Regions from separate parts of the Gasterosteus aculeatus genome. Here region 2 is linked to region 1. Evidence: chromatin contacts called from public Hi-C data. All regions are on one chromosome and are shown on one strand. The core of a region is the stretch at or near the end of the contact, and the rest is flanking DNA. Distances in the headings are between cores, read along the strand shown. Region 1 holds the start of arhgef37 (Rho guanine nucleotide exchange factor (GEF) 37). Region 2 holds the start of pde6a (phosphodiesterase 6A, cGMP-specific, rod, alpha).

Evidence for each region. A called contact is a pair of places that touch in the nucleus more often than the background predicts.
Region 2: a Hi-C map of whole body shows a contact between it and region 1, with 4 times the contacts expected there. The contact joins the promoter of pde6a here to the promoter of arhgef37 in region 1. A contact is called at or near these places in 2 of 6 Hi-C or Micro-C datasets (skeletal muscle and whole body).

Annotation. Positions count from the first base shown.
Region 1 is chr4:4,098,404-4,102,898 of fGasAcu3.hap1.1, reverse strand. arhgef37 (Rho guanine nucleotide exchange factor (GEF) 37) reads right to left here and starts at 2,895. Exons shown (of 16, transcript XM_078101962.1): 1 at 2,816-2,895; 2 at 180-373. It overlaps elp1 (elongator acetyltransferase complex subunit 1), which reads left to right and starts at 3,202. Exons shown (of 36, transcript XM_040172999.2): 1 at 3,202-3,546.
Region 2 is chr4:4,251,635-4,255,873 of fGasAcu3.hap1.1, reverse strand. It overlaps pde6a (phosphodiesterase 6A, cGMP-specific, rod, alpha), which reads left to right and starts at 2,547. Exons shown (of 24, transcript XM_040175242.2): 1 at 2,547-2,689; 2 at 3,827-4,160. The coding sequence starts at 3,832. slc26a2 (solute carrier family 26 member 2) reads right to left here and starts at 1,676. Exons shown (of 5, transcript XM_040175265.2): 1 at 1,284-1,676; 2 at 1-491. The coding sequence starts at 462.

The sequences.
Region 1 (4,495 bases), core at 1,646-4,145:
GGATGGGAGTGGAAAGGAGGGTGGGCCGGTTATTTTGTAGAGGAAGAAGAGGGGAGGGGGAGGAAAGGGCGGCCACACACACACACACACACACACACACACACACACACACACACACACGTGCTGCTGAATAAGCTGATTGACTGCAGCAGCTGGTGGGACGAGGAAGTGGCACTTACCCAGAAGGACGCCGATTGGCTGAGAGGTCTTCCCAGCGCAGTGAAGGACCAATGGGACGACACCTTGAGTGGTTTCATGAATCGCGACACTGACCAATGAGGACGCAGCGTTGAAGCGATTGAAGTTTTCCTCTCACAGGAAACAAAAGCACCGCGGGACGTCCCATCCTCCTCCGAGGGATCCTTTGGATTTCCTGGTGGACGGAGACAAAAGGAGATTTACAGCTCGCTCCTTTGGGTTCTTTCAGCCGGAAGTCAAAGATGTGTGGCCGTAGTTTATTTGAAACAATTAAAAGGAGGAGCGTGGCCTTCTTTAACACAGCAACACAGCAGAGGGACGCAGCTTCCCCGAAGCAAATTCTTTTTACACACCTATTGTAATGGTATGGAGGACATATTCACTTGGTTTGCTACAGAAGTATTTTCTTCCGAACACGTCTGCAGCTAAGCTGAGGGGAGGGTGGGGGGGTCGGGGGCTGGTGCGTGGCAGTCCCTCGGGAGGCCGTCTTTCACAATGGCGCTTTGTGCCGAATGCTAACACGTACATGGTGCTCATGGAGACAATAAAAACATCCTCATTAACGACTTTACTGCTCGACAGTTAGTGGTACTATGGCTCACGTTCTGCAGGTACCTGGATAGAAACCAAAGATTTGGACACTTTTAAAATGTTGCTAGACGGAAAATTAGGAGATCGACAAAGCTGTTGCAAGTCATCACAGTGGGAGGTGAACGTCTTTTGGAAATTCCACGGCGAGCCATGCAATATCACAAAAAACAAAAAGAAGATTTTATGCTTCATTGCCGGGGAGCCATGAAGGTGTGTACAGAGAGAGATATTTAACTCAATGGAGGTGACGGAGATGAAAAAATGATTCTGTGTGTCTCTTCCAAGACGGACTTGACTGTCATCATTTCAGATTCTGAAAGAATCCCTTCTGACTTTCACTGTGAGGAACAACAATCCCGGCAGAATGCCGATTTCACAAAATGCAAGTGGGTTTAGTGACAGAGATGTGACAATCCATTCGCATTGGAACGTTGTCTTTCTGGGTTGAGTCAGCTTCAGTGGTTTCGTTTCCCCACGCATACATCCATCCGTCATCTCTCACAATGAACCTTCGTTCCTCACAGGAAACATGGTGTTGATAAATGTGCGAGGTAAATGCCAACAGTAGCAGGGCGGAGACATGGCAGGCAGTGATCTCTCATGTCTATTTAAAGTTTAGGAGAACGTGAACAGTCGGGTAAATTCGCAAAATCAAACCTTTTAAACCATCAAAGGGACAACGGGATGAACTGTATACTAGTTTTTTGCCTTTTACGTGATTCCACAGATCATTTGTTCACGACGAACCAGTCACACACTCAATGGCCCTTTCAGCGTGTCCCTATGAGAATAATCAGATTAAGATGCCAGCATGAATCCCGAGGCAATGACGGGCTTCGTTGCAGTGGGACTCCGTGCGTCTGGAACGAGGGAGGCAGGAGGCTGATTGTCATCTGGGAGGAATGTCGAGGAGGAATGCCGCAGGGCGTGATTCTGTCATCAGCTGACTCCGATGACTTAAGGTGCGCTGCAGGAAAGCGGGGCTTAAGGTAGAACGTACCGGTGGCCTCGGAGACAAAAACCTGCATCGAAAAGCTTGAGGACTTTTCTTCAGGTGTGAACGGTGGTGGTTTAAGCGGCTTGTCGTGGCGTCGCGGTCGAGAAGAGGGAGAGAAAATGATCCGTGGGCAGCAGCGTTGTCATGGCGAGGAAACTCACTATGCATAAGCAGATTTGACAAGAAGTCATGCACACAATACACAGAAGAGAAACCAAGAGTGTCTTCTCCTGGAGTGGTTCCACTCCGGACACAAGTAGGAACAACAGGGAGAAAGGAAACCACGGTAACCAGACAGACATCAGACAAACCCATTCAGATTAAACATCATTGATCATATTAGTACTACTTGTAGCTATTGATACACGTCATTAACAAGTCACCAAGATGAATGGACGGACAGATGTTAGAGAATTAAAAATGGATGTGAGTGACATGATTTGTAGTTATGTTTACACTCTCTCACACACACACACACACACACACACACACACACACACACACACACACACACACTGAATATTGTGTTTATGAACGTGTGCACTACGAGCACTTACAGAGACGCTATTAGCCTCATGCTACCATTGAATGAACCGTGAATGAAAAGGTCTCCAGCTCCTTTTTAGCATTTCCAGCCTTCACGGTGTTAAATGACAGCGGCCGAGCGGCATTTTGCTTGTTTTGATTTCAGCGTGCGCGAGACTCCAGACACGCGGCACGATGACGGTTAGCGGCGTTTGCCGCCGGGGTGACCCGGTGATATTAGGGTTTAAGCTAGGAGACGTTAGCACACAGAGCAGGATTCATTTACACAAGAATATTGGCGGAAAAAAAATATCTGGTTTTGCGAAAGACGCGGTGTGTCCGCTACCTTGCGTTTGACGAGTGAAGACAGCAGAGAATGACGGAGAGATGTAAGGAAAAAACGTTTTTACCCTCCTGTCAGCGTCCTCCCATCATCACCCCGCGGGTAACGTTACGTCTCGAGCTCTGTGAACGTTTCTGAGACGAACTAACGTTAGCGCTCACCTGTTGTCCTGTCAGCAGGCCGTGAAGCGAGCGACAGCAGGAGACGAACACAGCATCCGGTCAGTGGAAATAAAGGTCGTAAATGAAAAGCAGAAACTTCCGGTTTTATGTCAGAGTAAAAGTTTGGCGGCAAAATGATACACTGTGAAAAATAATATATGAATAACGTGTTTATGTGTGCGTTTTAGAAAGTTTCCGTTTCGTAAATATTTTTTTATTAAAAGTACATCCGTACACATGTATCTACATATACACGCTAATGTTCACATAAGATAGGAATCAAATGTGAATTTTTTTTCATTAAGAATAATTACTTTCAAGCTAATCAATAATCGTATGAATCTTAAGGATACTTTGGTTCCCCACACTTATACACGTATACAAAGATGCTATACAGTTGAATAAAAAGAAAAGGTGGGTAAATTTAGGGAGGATTTTACCATTGAAATCTTGAAAATGTATATGGTTTAAAACTATTTTAGTATGTGTTTACAAAACAGATGTAGAAAACATGTTTCTAAAATCCATAACTAAAAGTAAAAATACCGCATTAATTGCGCGTTTACTCCATACCACCGGGGGGCGCTACAGATGCCACCCAACGTATCTTCATCAGAGGTGAAAGGTCACGAGTCTGACAGAGCCACATGCATGATGCTGAGTTGTTGACTTGATGGTTGTAGATGCTGGACATTTAGAAAGGTTGTATTACTTCAAGCGGTTTCGTTCCGGTGAGTTTTAAAGTTTACATACTGATGTATAATTGTGTTTCAGAGCTTCCGCTGTGGGTGTCGTTGGTTGTATTACTGAAGCTGCATCGCTTGTTGCTCCTTCTAGCTAGTTTAAGTGCAAGCTAGCCCATCCAGTTCTATTGTCGGACACCCTGTAGCCGAACACTAGTTAGCTACTCTATACTACTAAAACCATCGGTTTGGCTTTAAGAAAAGATAATGCACCAACCGAAGTAGTTTTTTGTTTATCTCCCCCCTCGGACCTGATTTGTCCATTGATTGGATCTATAAGGTGACGTTACCAACGTGTAAAGGCTCAAGTAACGCTAACTTAATGTTAGCCTAACGTTATACGTGTTAACGTACATTGATTCAAACAAAAAGCCTTTATATTTAGCATCAATGGAACGTATGATGATAGATGTCTTTCTGCCGTTCATTATTATTTCCGATGATATCTTGGATTTAATACAGAAGTTAAGGGACGGAGCTGTGTCCGATAATGGATCGTAGATGTGTTGTCAACAAATGAGAGAACATTACATTACATTTAGCTGACGCTTTCATCCAAAGCGACTTACAATAAGTGCATTCAACCATAGGGATACAAACTCAGAAGAACAAGAAACCAGAAAGTGCAATTTCCTCAAATAACCAAATTTACAATTTTCTATAGATAAGTGGCTTTACAAGTACAATTGAAGTGCTACAATTTGTTAGTATGGACAGCAAAGAGTCGTGATCTAGTCGAGTGTTTTGCTCTCAGTGAGGGAGGGACGAGCAGTTTATCAGATGCAGAGTGGAGAGTGCTGGTCGGGATGTCGGGTTTCACCGTGTCCTGGATGTAAGCTGGACCCGATCCATTCACAGCATGGTACGTGAGCACCATGTTTAGAACTGGATGAGCCACCGGCAGCCAGTGAAGAGAGCGGAGGAGTGGAGTAGTGTG
Region 2 (4,239 bases), core at 1,298-3,797, 150 kb before region 1:
GTCGCCGCCTTCCGTGATGTATCCCGCCAGAGCCAGTTCCCGGTCCACAACCTGACCCACAAGCAGGCAGAGCACCCCGAAAACCCCGGCCGAGATGTGTCGGGAGGTGCCGAAGATTGCATAGATGATCGAGGTGAAGAAAGACGTGTACAGACCATATATGGGGTCCTGGCTGGCCAACAGGGAGTAGGCGATGGACTGAGGGACCAATAGGATCCCCACGATCAACCCGGACATGGCGTCGCCCAGCAGCCACTCCCTGAGCTGGTAGCGGGGCAGCCATTTCAGGATGGGGACGAAGCCCAGTATTTGGGACTTAGCTTTCTGCGAGGTGCACGAGCAGTGTTTCCTCAGGCGGGTCGAGGCGGCGGACCGCCAGCCTCGGGCCGGTTCTTTCTCCACCCTCTCCAGGACGAGAGGCCGCTGCTCCGTCTCGGCCGCGTCATCGCTGCCGGGAGCCATGACGCCGTCCTAACCGGAGTTATGAAATTCTAAAAAAGGACAACAAAGGTGTGTCAACGCATCTACTCTAGGCATTCAAATATTGGACGAAGGACATTTCGGAAGCCGTGAGGAGGAGGAAGAGGAGGAAGAGGAGGAGGAGGAGGTGAAGGGCGATTACTCCCATAACTGGTCACAGTGTTTTGGGCAAACTGCAAATGTCTGACAAAAACAGACAAACATATTTCCTGCTATTGGCTCATAATACAAACGTGACACTTCCCCTTATTATTAGTGACTCAGACAGAAAGAGCCACCGTTAATGATACACCGACAACCCTGTATGTAGTCAGACAAACTGACTGGATTTACCTTTATACTTCATGAATAAGTGTCTCTTAAATACACTTCTCTTAATAATGTGTAGCGCTCACTGGAATCCCCCCAGAGAACGAACGTGTCATTATCATCATGATTAATACATCATCAAGTCTCCATAAACGTCGCTGCAGGCTTAAAACATTAACAGCATTACAGCGTTGTTTCCATGACAGAAGTTGTGCGTGATGGTTATTCACCAGTGACGTTGCTGTGAGGAGACACTTTAAAGTTGTATTTAAGTTGCTCGGCCATAATTAGCATTAAGTCCGGTGATGAATGGGACTCATTGTAAATAAGTTGCCAACGTGGACGCCGAGTGAAACGCTGTAGCCCCCTCAAGTAAATATGCATGACGCCGCGCAACAGGTATCGTAACAACAACAACAACAACAACAGCAGCAACAACACAAACAAACTAACCAAGCAACATGTTGTTTACTGTGTACACTAACCGACCTTACTCTGCTCCGTCGCCGCTTCACCGAGTTACGTCGGCGTCGCGCTCACTTCTGATCGCCGGCTGCCACTCGTAAATCCGTGCGTGATGACGTATGCGGGAAGTGCGTTCCGCGTCACGTGAACCCGCGCCGAGACCCACGAGATCGTCCGCGCGCGGTAAAAAAAAAAAATGGTTCACTTCGAAGCAAACCTCGATTTAATGAATCAAAATCTAAACCGTTGAACAATAAAAATGAGCACATCGTGTTTTAGAAACACAGAGAGCAATAAATAGGAAGCGGTTCTCCCACCACGTCTTCTCTGATTAGCTAATTCCTCGTTTTGGTGTTGGGGTTTCCTGACGGAGTGAGAGCTCCTTCTTGTTAGCAGCTCTCTGAAGGCCTCGCAGACTCACAAAGGTGTTGCTCTGCTCGCTCGCTGCTGTTCCTTTTTCGACCGCAAGGGGGCGGAACCAGTCACCAGCTAATTGGTTAGAAATTCTGTCTTTGGATTGGCTGGAGTTCTGCGTTCACAAAACTGCTGTAACCGCAGATGACAACCAGCTACAGCACTAATTTACCATCATTACGACATTAATTAAGACCAATGCGCCAATCCTTCCAAGGACAAGGTGTATTTTGATGGCCAAGTTGAATTAATATTGCTAATATGCGCAGTTATAGAGTAGATGAGAGAAAGAGAAAAAGAAGGGATTAGTAAAGATCAGGTTATGAGTTCTTCAGATACACTGTTAGGCAACTTGATTAACAACGAAAGTGGATACGATCTAAATGTTTATGTTAACTTTCACAGCCAAACATATAAAAAATTAAAATCAATATTTCATCCAAAAGGTCCAAACTCGTCTTTCCTGCTTTATGTGGTCCTTCACTGTGGTGTAAACAACTTATGAGTGTCGCTTTCATGATGAGCTGGGGGTTTTTGCATAGAGAAGAGTAGCAAAGAAACCGTAGTGTTGCATGATTCTTTTAATTCAAAATAATTTGCATTAAAACTCTCCCTTTTATGGACCTTTCTTCTCCTCCAGTTTACAAACTGTATGACTGTATCCGTGTTTCTAGAACCACAACCATTTTTTAAATGATTGTGGGTCGGTACGCCTACACATGAATATATATATATATATATATATATGGCCAATAAATGAATGCTTCAGTTCCACATGCGAGATATTCAATGAGAACTCATTCTCATTGGTGCTGTCGGTGTCTTGCAGTGAGAGGGAAACGAACCCCCGGATGTGTCATCAAACACAACGCGGCGTGGTAATCGCAGCGTTGTAATTGGATGCAGGCTTACTTCCACACATGACCATTTAAAACCGTCCCAGTAATCCCCTTTCTTTACTTGGTTTGCAGGACAGAGGGATTACACACTTTGCTGGAGGCCACACAAGGACTTTTAACAGGTAAGAACGTTTACGTTTGTTAGAATAGTTAGACGGTTGTGTGCTTTGGACGGCCCCTGACCCAAACCCAGCGGGGGTCTTCACGTCAGAGGCTGCCTGCCGACCTCCTGCCCGCGGTCAACATTCACGTACATCCTCTTCTTCACGGCCCCGGTGGCTCTAAACTTTTAAATCATTGCCCCGAAAGTGTGAAGAGGAATGTGCAACTGTTGACGGTTGCCCCTAATTGTTGCAGCTCAAGCACTGTGTCCTCTGGCCCGTCCCTGAGGGATGAACGAGTCGGGCTGAGGAAGGTTTCTAAGTGGCGGCCGGGAGGAAAAGCCGGTTGGATCCTCTAAAATGCTGAGGGAACACGCTTCGAGAAAGCACAAAATCAGGCGTTTTTACAAGCTGCACGTCGTACGGCATCCTGTGTCCTCGGAGCCCCTCAGGAAAAACTCAATGTAACGCTTCCTTCGATATCTCCTTACCCAAAGGTTACACTGGACCATCTTTTACTAGAGTAAAGGAGATGATGCTGCGTCATGTTTTTGTAAATCGTTGTTCTCTTGTTGTTTTTTTCATTGGGGGTCGAGGAAAGGTTCTAAGTAAAAACGTGTCCTGTGTCACCTCACATTTACACCCCAAATGAAACCAATTCAGTCATGAAGGCTGGAATGTCTTGGAGAAAAATCTACATATTTTCAATTTTTGGGAATTTCACTCAAATACATTTTTGTGAATATTTTGAGTGAACAACCAAGAGGATTAATGGCACATTTTCCCCAAAGCCTGTAAGCGGGCCGGCATTTGTGAAGGGCTTAAATTCTGCTACGTCTGCTTGTTGGAGGGATGACTTGCAGGGACAGAATTATCCTGCAGCCCGTTAGCATCTTTTGCTCGTGTTGTGGTTTCAAGCTCTCAGAGCTCTTATCCACCAGCATGCGACCAACGAAATCCCCACTGCGCAGAAAGCAGAGGGCCGAGTCGGTGAGGTGTTTACAGGTGTCAGAAGCCACGTGTCACATGGGTGGTTTGAGGCCGATGCTGAGAGGGGAGCGACCATTAGACGGGCTGTAGTTTGGTCCCTTGTTGAATGAAGGTCGGGGGTTCTGGCGGTCCCCCATTCCCTTATTCCTACCTGTTCCCACTCACCAGCAGCCATGGTGGACGCAGCGGCAGCGGAGCAGTTCCTGGACGCCAACCCGCAGTTCGCCAAGCAGTACTACGACGCCAACTTCCGGCCCAAGGTGGTCTCGGACCTGCTGGACGGCAACCGGAAGGCGGCGATGGACATCAGCGCGTTCCACGACCTGACGGCGGTGGAGGAGAGCGAGGTCCTCTTCGACCTGATGCGGGACATCCAGGACAACCTTCAGATGGAGAAGTCCGTCTTCAACCTCATGAAGCACCTCAGCTTCATGATGAGGGCCGACCGCATGAGCCTCTTCATGTACCGGCAGAGGAACGGGGTGGCCGAGCTGGCCACCAGGTGACCGGGGAATTCTTTAACAACTCAAATAGTGTAATAATACTCATAGTGTTGTACATGTGTTTGACAGTAAGTCTCA